Regions from separate parts of the Sus scrofa genome. Here all the other regions are linked to region 3. A link is a contact called in public Hi-C data. All regions are on one chromosome and are shown on one strand. The core of a region is the stretch at or near the end of the contact, and the rest is flanking DNA. Distances in the headings are between cores, read along the strand shown. Region 1 holds the start of KANSL3 (KAT8 regulatory NSL complex subunit 3). Region 2 overlaps KANSL3 (KAT8 regulatory NSL complex subunit 3). Region 3 holds the start of LMAN2L (lectin, mannose-binding 2-like). Region 4 holds the start of CNNM3 (metal transporter CNNM3).

Region 1 (2,700 bases), core at 117-2,616, 80 kb before region 3:
TAACATCCAAGCCCCTCAGACAATCTCCCACAATAAAATCCTCTTTAATCCCCACCATCTGTTCCCTGTCCAATTAGGGCAATGGCAGCCCTTAAGAAAGAAGCCCAAACTCACATGGTACTTTCGTGCTGCCTCCGGGGAGTAACAAAGAGCATGCGGGTGGGGCGGGCACTACTGGCATCTGGGTGGGCACTCCAAGGCTTGGCATAGCTATGGTCCAGAAACACTAGGTCCAGCTCCCGCTCATGCACGAAAGCTGGAAGAGCAACGAGGTGCCCATGCGCCGCGCTGAGGTCTGGAAGTCCCTCTCCCCACCTCGGTGGGCCATGTCAGAAGAAGGGCAGCAGGTCAGAGAATGGCTATCTGCATGCTAGTCACCTGCAGTGAAAAGTTTCAGTTTTAGTCAATTCAGATGCTCTGAATCTCTTGCAGCCTATACTATCTAATGTGCTTACTTTTTTGACCTTCTATCATGTATAACTGAGGATCCATCAAATCACAGACCCTTGCCCATGTAGGGAGCGCTCCTAAGAGTCCTCAAAAGGCTATGGCACCATCTTCCTCTTCAATTTCTACAAAATTCGGTTCATTGGGAAGCTGAGGGACTCCAAGGTCTCACATGGACAAATACTAAATTTGCTTGGCCAGCATCAGTTTCCCCTGTGGCTGGCATGGGTTTGGGCAAACAAGAGGAATCAAAAATATTGATTCTTCCAAAGCTAAGGGTCTCCAGCTTCACACTATTCCCGGAAGCTTCACTGGGCCGCCTCCAGTCACAAAATAAGAGCATCCTGGGTAACAGCTGGGCAACGTGGGCTCCAAGGAGGCCCTCGAGGTCCCTTGTCTACGTTAAGCAAAAGTTTTGCAACTACTTCATAACGCTCTGGAGTTTTAAGACACAGACGAGAGCTCCTTCTCAAAGCCTGTAACAAAATGCTAAGCCAGGAAGACCCCCCCCCTCACCGTAGATGGGGTGGTCCCCCAGGAACGGCCCGCTACTCCAGGTACCCCGGGGGGTCCCACCCTTGAGCCTCAAAACCGCCACAGCTGGCAGGCAGGGCTTGTAATTCACACTTTACAGACGAAGGCGCCAGCTCAAGGAGACGGAGTGAATTGGCCAAGGTCACCGAGAGTTCGCGACGAGGAGGAGCCGCCAGGAACCCGCCTCCCGCCGGCCCGGGCCCAGCTCAGCTCCCGCGTCACGGCAACCCCAGTCCGCCCCCTGCCCCACACGGCCGTCTGACCCAGGCCGCCCGGGCCCCGGGCTCCAGCCCCCTGTCCCCGCATGACCGGAGAGTCCGGAGGTTCTCGCTGAGACCCCCGCCCGCCAGACCAGCGCCGCCACCGCCGGGGCCCGCCACCCCCTGCCAGGGCCGCGCCTCCCCTCACCCGCAGTCGTCGCGCCGCGCGCTCGGCCCGGGCCGGATCCCAGCGCGCGTGCGCGTTACCGCCTCCTCGCCCCGGAGCTCCGGGCACAGAGCGAAACGCGGAAGCGGATCACGGCCTGGGAAGGGAGGGGCGGTGAGCTGCAAAACCGGGAGAGGATGTAACTGCGCGGGAAGAGGAGCCCCGGGAACGCGTGCGGGTCTCTGCCGCTCACAGCGCGGAATTCCGAGTTTCGGCCTTCTGCATCTTCAGCAGGGAAAGCGAGGGCGAGAGAGGAGGCTGGCTTCTGCAGCGTCCGTTCTCAGTGACCGCCACGGTTGCTTTGCCAGGTCCCTAGCCAGGGCTGGGAGGGCGTGCAACCTACTTTCCGCTTCTCCCAGATCAGTCCCACCTAAGCGTGCAGTATTTACTTCAAATACTGTGCGCCTGAAACTAGCACAATGTTGTAAAGCAACTATACTTAAATGTAAAAAAAAGTTAGGAATTCCCTTGCGGCGAAGCGGGTTAAAGATCCGACGTTGTCACTGCAGCTGATCCGGTACTACTGTGGCGTGTGTTCCATCCCTGGCCAGGGGAACTTCTATGTGCCATGGGTGCGGCCAAAAAAAAAAAAAAAGAAGAAGAAGAAGAGATCACTTAAGCAACAACCACAATAAAAATAAGTGCGAAAATAAAAGAAGTGCTGTGTGCCTTAAACTGCTCTAAAAAATATATTAAACAATAGAATAAAAGAAAAATTTATCCAGGGCTTTGCGTAGATGTGTCCAGATCGCCCTAAGCAGTGCTGCTTAGACCTGGAGGTTTGGAATCTCAGCTCCTGCACCTAACTCCCTGCTTTTATGACCCCAGTGAGATCTCAGTGTACCCTCTTCATCTCTGAAAGTGCAAATACTTACTCACTGGGTGGCGGAGAGAATGATAAGAACAGAAATTTATAGAAAAAGATTTCCAGAGTGGGAATATGAGTGGAATCATGAAGATGAAGTCACCTAAGTTTGGGCTGAAAGGACCAGGCCACTGCAGAGAGATTGGAAAGGTTGCTAAGGACCTACAGAGAGAGAGTGAATGGACCAATTACAGCCCAACACCACTTTCTTTGGCCTACACGCTACTTTTTTAAAATTTTATTTCATCGCAAATATGTATTTAATTATTTACTGCAAATATTTAAATTTGGGAGATTTCATGCAAAAATCCAGATATACAGATCTCTTAAAAAATTGGAGACTGTGGCAGCACTGGACTCATGTTCCTGTGTGGCAGGTATACAGGCTGCATATATGCTCACTCTGACCAGCTTCTCTAGGCCTCCTT
Region 2 (2,700 bases), core at 126-2,625, 96 kb before region 3:
TGCAAAGGAGAAGAAAAAGCACTTAAAAGAAAAAGTCAAGGGAGTTCCTATTGTGGCTCAGTGGGCTAAGAACCTGACTAGTATCCATAAGGATGTGGGTTCGAACCCTGGCCTCGCTCAGTGGGTTGAGGATTCTGTGTTGATATAAGCCAGCAGCTGTAGCTCCAATTCAACCCCTAGCCTGGGAACTTCCATATGCCCTACCTGTGGCCCTTAAAAAAAAAAAAAAAAGTCAAGAACTGAACTAATCCAAGTTATCTGAGGCCATTTTGTATCAGAGCAAAACATTCTAAAAATGATGGTACCACTTATAAATCATTAACACTTATTGTGGGTTTCCTATGTGCCAAATTCTGTGCCAAGTATGCTATCTAGGTTAACTAATTTTCACTAAAATCCTAGATAGGTATTATTATTAGCCATTCTTTAGAGATGAGGAAATTGAGACACTAATCCAAGATTACACAGCTAATTAGTGATCAAGGTGAGATCAGCCAGGCAGTCTGCCTCCAGAACCTGTACTCCACCACAATGAACACAGCCCATGCAATAACTGCAATTACAAGAAACGGAATCATGAAGAAAAACAGTTTAACTTTGTGTAATACTGTCCAAGTAAGAAAGCAGGGAAACGTAATGATATGTTTTATAAAGAACGATTAAAGTCAAAGTGTTGCTACTGAAGTCTCGACCAAATCAGAAGAGATGAGGCATTCCGTCACAGTGCTCCCCTGCTTGGAACACCTCCCACCCCCACCCCTGCACCCCGACCTCCACCGCTCCGCCTCCTGCCCCTCTCAGCACTCCTCCCTGGTAAACACTTCATCTTCTCCTTCCTCACCTCACCTCAGAGGTGATTCAAACCACAGGCTGCAAGGCTGCAGAGACTAAACACGTTCTCTGGTTTTCAAGCTCCACACCTCATCAAGGAGACAGGAGATCTGAACACATATACACTGGACGAAAATGTAAAATGATACCATGTCTCCTATTTTTCCATTTGGCCATGCTCACAGTATGCTAAGTTCCAGGGTCAGGGAGCAAACCTGTGCCAAAGGAGTAACCAGAGCCACGGCAGGGACAACACCAGATCCTTAACCAGTGAACTCCATGTCATGTCTCCTATTTTTTTATAGCAAACCTGTTGGCTTCAGTCAGTCCTCCAGGCTGGCCTAGCAATGACCTTGCCCAACCCCACTTTCTAAACCCAAAGCAGAGGCTGGCTACCCCAGGGCAGGGCAGGGAAGATGCCAATCACAGCCTCACCTTCCCTTTCAGCGTCTGCAGAGCATCCAGGTAGGCCGCCAGCATGGGCAGACTCAAGGTCTCCACCAGGGTGGTGTGCAGCCACTGGACCAGCTTGGTGTCCCAGCTCACACTTGCCAGAGCCTGCCGCACTCTCCTCGCACACTTGTCCACAGCAACACGGCGCAGCACTGGCTCGTTACAAGCCTGAAAGGTGTAAGTGGAGTGACAAAGCACGAGGGCCACCTTGTTAGCAACCGGGGTTAGGGTTGGGGGAGTCAGGGGAGTGGGGGGGACCCAACAAGTCAGTCAGCCAGGAAGGCCTGAACTAGGAAGAGCCCACCCTGGAGATTTCTGGAGTCTTACCCCTTCATTGGCCAAGCGGGCAAGCCGGTCAGACTGCAGGGCTTTGAGGATCTTGTTGAATAGCTTGTTCTGGGCCATTGTCCAGCCAGTCCTATAAGAGAAACCCTGAGGAATTAAAGACAAACCCTGGGAACATGCTACATGCATGTACACTCTACAAAGAAGATTACGTCATGTTTTTTGTTCTGAAATAGTGTGACTCGAAGTAGCTCATTACTAAGCTAAAGCACAACACCTAGACTCTGGTCCCAATCCTGCCAGTGAACCTCAGCACATGTCTGTAATAACATACACACTACAAGTCAAAACCAGTCACAGACGAAGTCTTTTGATACTAGCAAAGCTAACTAATTCCCTAGTGACTAAAAAAATCCATTAGTAAACAAAAGTATGGCACTGCAGCACAGTCATACCTGAATTTCACAAGTTGAATATTTCACACAAAAAGGTAGACAGGGTGAGCAAGCATATCCTAGTGTACTAAAACTTCAGACTAAGAGAAAGAGGCCCATTTAAATCAGCTTTAGGAACAAAAATGAAGCGGCTATCCTCCCAATCCTTAATATTCCACCCCTCACTAACCTTTCTTCCTTTGTATATTTTTTCTGTGTATCACACTATTAAAAGAATTGACTTTGGGGGAGTTCCCATGATGGCGCAGTGGTTGACAAATCCCGCTAGGAACCATGGGGTTTCGGGTTCGATCCCTGGCCCTGCTCAGTGGGTTGAGGATCCAGCGTTGCCGTGAGCTGTGGCGTAGGTTGCAGACACGGCTCGGATCCCGAGTTGCTGTGGTTGTGGCATGAGCTGGCGGCTACAGCTCTGATTAGACCCCTAGCCTGGGAACCTCCATGTGCCGCAGGAGCAGCCCTAGAACAGGCAAAAAAAGACAAAAAAAAAAAAGAGTTGACTTTGGAATGGTGTGTTCCATCTAAGGTTAACGGTGTAGCAACCCAGCCTATGACCCTGGCATATACACACTTACCTGCCTTTTTTTTTTTTTTTTTTTTTTGTCTTTTTGTCTTTTTGCCATTTCTTGGGCTGCTCCTGCGGCACATGGAGGTTCCCAGGCTAGGGGTCTAATCGGAG
Region 3 (2,700 bases), core at 151-2,650:
TCTTCAACACCAAACCGACTAGAAAGCCATCACGGACCCTCCAAAAGATGGAGTCATCATCTTTTTTTCCCCTTTCATGGCACTCAGTCTCCCACCTTCTGTCACTCAAAAAGTTCTAACTCCTTACCATGTTTACCACTTCCTGTCATAAAGACCCTCTCAGGTGAAGAGCACATCAGAGCTGTCACTTAATCCATGCCACAGTAATCACAGCTCAGATCCATTCTTCCTCATTTCATATGCGAGTAAATTTGACCACCGTGAGAGAAAAAAATTCCCCAATTAACCAAAAAAAGCTTGACTCTCTGGGGCTTAATCACGTTCTTTCTTTAAACAACCAAGGTGTGAAGCTACCTTTCCCCTTACCTCAGACTATCAGCCCCTTGAGAGTGACAACTTTGTATCTGTATAACCCACAGTATTAGCAACGCAGAGGAGGTGCTGGATGCATCTGCTAAGTCAATAAATGATCACCCTTAGCAGCAGTGTATACTCTCTTGCGCTTTGTGTTGTTTGTGTGCTGTCCCCCTGCCCTCCAGTGGGGAAACAGACTTGTGTTAATTAAGCCATCTGCACTGACTTGGTCTTCTTTGTAGCTAACTATAAATTTTCTGGTTGATGAGCTGTGCAGAGCGACATATGAACCGCATGTGAACACTCAACAGAGCAAAGTTAACCAGACTCTTTCATCAACAGGACTCCAGGATTGGAGAACAGGTGTCTTAAACGGAAACAGAATTTTACTTTCCCAGTCTGGCCAAGTTCTACCCTAGTTTTGCCTCCTGATGTATTTCTAGCACATACACAGCTCCGTCCAGAGCCCAACTCATTGCTAGTGGCCCTCGATCACTGCCACTATTCGCAGTTCTCTCCCCTTCCCACATAACTCTTGTCCAACTCTAAGTTCCCCCTTCATCCAGGCCTAGCGCTTACTGGCCTTAGTGTCTTAGAGCCCTGCTTCCACCTGCTAGAAACTTCCAGGGCTAAGTGTGAGGCAGGGGGTGGGGTGGAACCTGACCTCTGACCTTAGGACCCAAGGCTCCCAAACACAGCAAGAGTCCACAGGAGCCCCCACCCTCCCCGCCCGTACTTTCCTCGGGGCCACGAAACCTTCGCCGCCCCCACTTCTACGAACAAGCTCAGGTCCCGACGCCCTCCCCGCGCACGACCACCTCGCCCCCGGCGCCTCACCCTGGTAGGGCTTCGACAGCGAGTGCTCCCGTTTCAAGTACTCGAACGTCTGACCCGCCCCGACTTGCCGTGGCCCCTGCCCAGACCCTAGCAAAAGGAGAAGGAGCAACATCCTGGACCCATCTCGAGTCGACAAACGCCGCCACCACCGCTGCCACCACCCAGAGGGTCCCAAAGTCGCCGCCATCTTTCCCACCGCCGACCCTTCATCAAAAGCCCGCCCTGTCCCCCAAGCCATTGGCCCAGAGAACGATCTTCCCCCAGTCCCATTGGCTTTTGTCGAGTCACCGCCCCTGCAGGTGAGCATCTCACCGATTGGCTGGCTGGAGTAGCAGTTGCCTTGTCAACCCAGGAAAGGGGCGCGGCCGAATGCCTGAGCTCGCCTATTTGCCTTTGTCCGGAGCGCCACTAGGCCTCCTGGGATACGAAGTGATTTCCGTTTTTGTCTCTCTGTTCTAGAGTAAATTTAAGCAAATAAAATGTTTCTTTTAGTCCTACGCAAACGTTCTGTCCTCTCTGCCTTAGCAACCTCGTGATCGTGCGAAGTTGTCAGTTAGGAGGATATAGAACTGAAAGGAGAAATAGACAAATAAATTCAAGTAAAGCTGGTAAATTATCAGGAAAATTATCAAATTTATAAAAGATTTGAAGAGCAGTATCAAACAACTTGATCTGGGGAGTTCCCACTGTGGCTCTGTGGTAACGAGTGGCTAGCATCCATGAGGTTGCTCTTAGGATTCCTCGCCTTGCTCAGTGGTTAAGGATCCTGCCTTGCTGCAAGCTGAGGCATAGGTCTCAGATGTGGCTAGGAGGTGGTGTTGCTCTGACTGTGGTGTAGGTCAGACCCCCTAGCCTGGGAATTTCCACATGCCACAGGTGCGGCCCTAAAAAGAAAAAAGAAAAAAAAAGTAAGATTCATCCCAGTCTCCATTCTCTTCCTTACCAGTTTCTCCACCCAAAAATAAATTTTTATTCCTAATTATCATTATTAGTCTTTTATCTTTTTAGGGCCACACCGGTGGCATATGGAGGTTCCCAGGCTAGGGGTCTAATTGGAGCTGTTACTGCCAGTCTACACCAGAGCCACAGCGACGCCAGATCTGAGCTGCAACTGCAACATACACCATAGCTCAGGGCAATGCTGGATCCTTAACCCACTGAGTGAGGCCAGGGATTGAACCTGCAACCTCATGGTTCCTAGTTGGATTCACTTCCACTGCACCACAACGGGAACTACTATTCCTAATTATTTCTAAAAGTCATCACATCTTTCCATCCCTCTCTCTGTCTTTCTCCTGAACCACAACAAGTGTCCCAACTGTTCTGGCCACCATCATCCACATGGCCATCCAAGTGATCTAAAACATCTAACCACACCCTATCCTGAGTGACAGGTTAAATGAGTCCATACTGGTAAAGCTCTTAACGCTCAGAGCAATGCCTGGCATGCAGTAAGCACTCTATCATTATAATCGTGATAAAATCACCATTACCATCGTTGTTAACAGA
Region 4 (2,700 bases), core at 164-2,663, 67 kb after region 3:
TGAGGGACCTGAACATCCGGTGACAAGAGTCTCCATTGATGCTGTGACGATGGACCAAAGAATGGTGCAGAGCCAGGGAAGAAGGAAGCTGGTGAAGGTGTGTGCTGGGGCCTCTATTCACAGGAAATCTCTCCCTGAGCAGCTTGGCTTGCCCTCTACTGGATCCTTTGTCTTTGTGTCTCACAGTTTAAATCGCCCTTTGTGTTTTCCAAGTGTGATCCAAGTTTTCAAAAGTTTTCTTCTACCGAAAGGTCTTCTTCCCCCCAGAATAAGTTATAGGTTGTTTTCTAAGGGAGCCAGAGACTAAGGGAAAAGTTACTTGTCAAAGGTCAGAGCCCTGTCTAGATGCACTAGGCATTTTCCCCATCTTGCCTCTGGAAGTGTTCTTTGTGAGTTAACTTTTCAGGCACATGACTCACTTCAAGCCTGTCATCCATTCTCACTGTGTCAGCATTTTCTCTGGACTGGGGGACAGAAGTGTGAACCAAAGGGGTTGAGTTTATTTCCTTTTTCCAAAAGAAGTGTGCCAGTCCAGTGGAAAAGCTCAGTAGTATTATTGCTTCTTCTGGCGGCTTATTCTGAAAATTCTCACACAGTATTTCTGTTGGTTTACTCAATTTTGCATATTACCTTCCACACCAACGTTATTTTACTTAATTGCAGCCACAGTGCCTCACTTACTTATATTATTTTCAGAACATAGCAATGTGTTTCTATAGAATCCTCGTAAAGACTATTTAAAATGACATGTATATGGATGGTCTTATCACAGTCTACTGTGTTAGGAAATTTGATAATACAAATGTAAAGAAAATCTCTTAAAAAGCCCTTTTTTCTCCACACCTATAGAGAAGTCTTGTTAGCAGTCTGTATGTTTCCTTCCAACCAGGTCAAGATGACATTATAATGGGCTGAGGAACACTTGTTTGTCTTTAGGAATTATTTTCCCAAGAATGATCTGCTAGAAGTGGGACGACCAGGTACAGTAATTCCTGACAGAGCTGCCATCTCCTAAAGCGGCTAGGATGGTGAACAGGGTACTAGGCTGGTCGCATTGGAGCCCGATATCTGTGCCAAGTCGAGTCCTACTTTTCTCCCGTGCAATATATTAATAACACGAAGTAGCTGCAAGGATCCAAAGAGGTAGTGATTTCGTGTGTTTATCTATTTACTGTCGTTCTTCCTGGCAAGAATGCAAGTTCCTTTTAAAACAGGGGTTGTGTGTCACAACCCAGACCAATAGCAGAGTCGGGAGCAATCACACGTCTTCAATAAACCTTAGCTTCCGAAGCCTAGTCACCAGTTCTTTAAGCCCTCCTTGCCCTTTAGGTCTGTGGTTCACGGGGCGCTTTCTGAGAAAACTGCCCATCTCCCATTCGCTGAAGTCTCTGCCTGCAATTTCAGGAGCGCCACTCCGCTCTGAGGCCCGAATCCTGAGCCAGGCACTTCCCAGAGCCCGGACCGGCCTCCGGGTGCGCGGGGATGGCCGGGGGAAACCAGACGTCCGCTGATGGGGGCCAGCTCTCCGCTCCGCGTCCTCCCGGAGCCGGCCAGCCCCAGCCCAGGGAGCCGCGGTGTAGCCCCGCGGGGCCTAGAGCCCCACGCCCCCGGCCCGCCCCAGGATCGCGCCGCCGCTTGTTTACTCCCCGGCGCAGCCTAGTCCGACCCTGGGGCCCGCCCCCGCCTGCCGCCTATTGGTGGAGGAAGCGCCAGGGCCGGCGATAATTGGCCCGGGGGAGGCGGAGGGGTAGGCTGCGCGGGAGGCCGAGAGGGGGCAGCAGGCGATGGCGGCGGCAACGGCGGGTCGGCTAGGCTGGTTGCTCGCCGCGTTCTGCCTGGGCAACGCCGCCGCGGAGGCGGCTCCGGGTCCTCGAGTGCTGGGCGTCTGTCTGGAAGAGGACGGAGCGGCAGGCACGGGGTGGGCGCGAGGAGAGGAGGTGCGGACTGCTCCGGAGGCCACCTTCCGCTTGCGCCTCTTCGGGTCGGGCTTAGCCAACAGCTCCTGGTCCTGGGTGGCCCCCGAGGGGGCGGGCTGCCCAGAGGGCGGGCCGGTCGCAGCTCCAGACGAGGCAGCGGCCCCCACGGGCGAGTGGCGTGCGCTGCTGCGCCTGCGCGCGGAGGCCGCGCATCCGCACTCCGCGCGGCTGGCAGTGCGTGGGGAGCCGGGCGGCGCGGCGGCCCCCACGGGCGAGTGGCGTGCGCTGCTGCGTCTGCGCTCTGAGTCCGCGCACCCGCACTCGGCGCTGTTAGCCGTGCGTGTAGAGCCGGGCGGCGAGGCGGCCGAGGAGGCGGCCCCGCCCTGGGCAGTGGGTCTGGGGGCGGCGGGGTTGCTGGCGCTGGCGGCTCTGGCGCGGGGCCTGCAGCTGAGCGCCCTGGCGCTGGCGCCGGCCGAAGTGCAGGTGCTGCGCGAGAGCGGCTCGGAGGCGGAGCGTGCGGCGGCGCGGCGTCTGGAGCCCTCAAGACGCTGGGCCGGCTGCGCCCTCGGGGCGCTGCTGCTGCTGGCTAGCCTGGCTCAGGCTGCGCTGGCGGTGCTACTGTACCGCGCGGCTGGCCAGCGCGCCGTGCCCGCCGTGCTGGGCAGCGCGGGGCTCTTGTTCCTGGTGGGCGAGGTGGTGCCGGCTGCCGTGAGCGGGCGCTGGACGTTGGCGCTGGCGCCGCGCGCTCTTATCCTCAGCCGCTTGGCGGTGCTGCTCACTCTGC

Evidence for each region. Hi-C and Micro-C count contacts between places; a contact is called where the count stands out from the background.
Region 1: a Hi-C map of skeletal muscle shows a contact between it and region 3, with 3 times the contacts expected there. The contact joins the promoter of KANSL3 here to the promoter of LMAN2L in region 3. A contact is called at or near these places in 1 of 5 promoter capture datasets (liver), 10 of 47 Hi-C or Micro-C datasets (alveolar macrophages, brain, embryonic fibroblasts and 6 more) and 2 of 2 datasets of contacts at active chromatin or transcription factors (alveolar macrophages and skeletal muscle).
Region 2: a Hi-C map of skeletal muscle shows a contact between it and region 3, with 5 times the contacts expected there. The contact joins the enhancer-like site here to the promoter of LMAN2L in region 3. A contact is called at or near these places in 3 of 47 Hi-C or Micro-C datasets (brain, epiblast stem cells and skeletal muscle) and 2 of 2 datasets of contacts at active chromatin or transcription factors (alveolar macrophages and skeletal muscle).
Region 4: a contact with region 3 is called in a Hi-C map of embryonic fibroblasts, with 2.5 times the contacts expected there. The contact joins the promoter of CNNM3 here to the promoter of LMAN2L in region 3. A contact is called at or near these places in 1 of 5 promoter capture datasets (liver), 10 of 47 Hi-C or Micro-C datasets (embryonic fibroblasts, epiblast stem cells, fetal heart ventricle and 4 more) and 2 of 2 datasets of contacts at active chromatin or transcription factors (alveolar macrophages and skeletal muscle).

The regions. Positions count from the first base shown.
Region 1 is chr3:56,957,849-56,960,548 of Sscrofa11.1, reverse strand. KANSL3 (KAT8 regulatory NSL complex subunit 3) reads right to left here and starts at 1,366. Exons shown (of 23, transcript XM_021087273.1): 1 at 1,024-1,366; 2 at 256-378; 3 at 115-253. The coding sequence starts at 328. It overlaps FER1L5 (fer-1-like protein 5), which reads left to right and starts at 969. Exons shown (of 55, transcript XM_021088398.1): 1 at 969-1,004; 2 at 1,249-1,521. The coding sequence starts at 969.
Region 2 is chr3:56,974,161-56,976,860 of Sscrofa11.1, reverse strand. KANSL3 (KAT8 regulatory NSL complex subunit 3) reads right to left here. Exons shown (of 23, transcript XM_021087273.1): 5 at 1,612-1,702; 6 at 1,267-1,452. Among named protein-coding and RNA genes, the nearest start is that of FER1L5, 16 kb to the right of the region's middle. Within about 2 kb of position 1,375, at least 4 of the 83 cell types and tissues checked have an H3K27ac peak or open chromatin away from gene starts, as enhancers often do. A contact at or near this core is called in skeletal muscle, where this site is marked.
Region 3 is chr3:56,878,019-56,880,718 of Sscrofa11.1, reverse strand. It overlaps LMAN2L (lectin, mannose-binding 2-like), which reads right to left and starts at 1,400. Exons shown (of 8, transcript NM_001243437.1): 1 at 1,192-1,400. The coding sequence starts at 1,378.
Region 4 is chr3:56,810,829-56,813,528 of Sscrofa11.1, reverse strand. It overlaps CNNM3 (metal transporter CNNM3), which reads left to right and starts at 1,413. Exons shown (of 7, transcript XM_021087264.1): 1 at 1,413-2,700. The coding sequence starts at 1,785.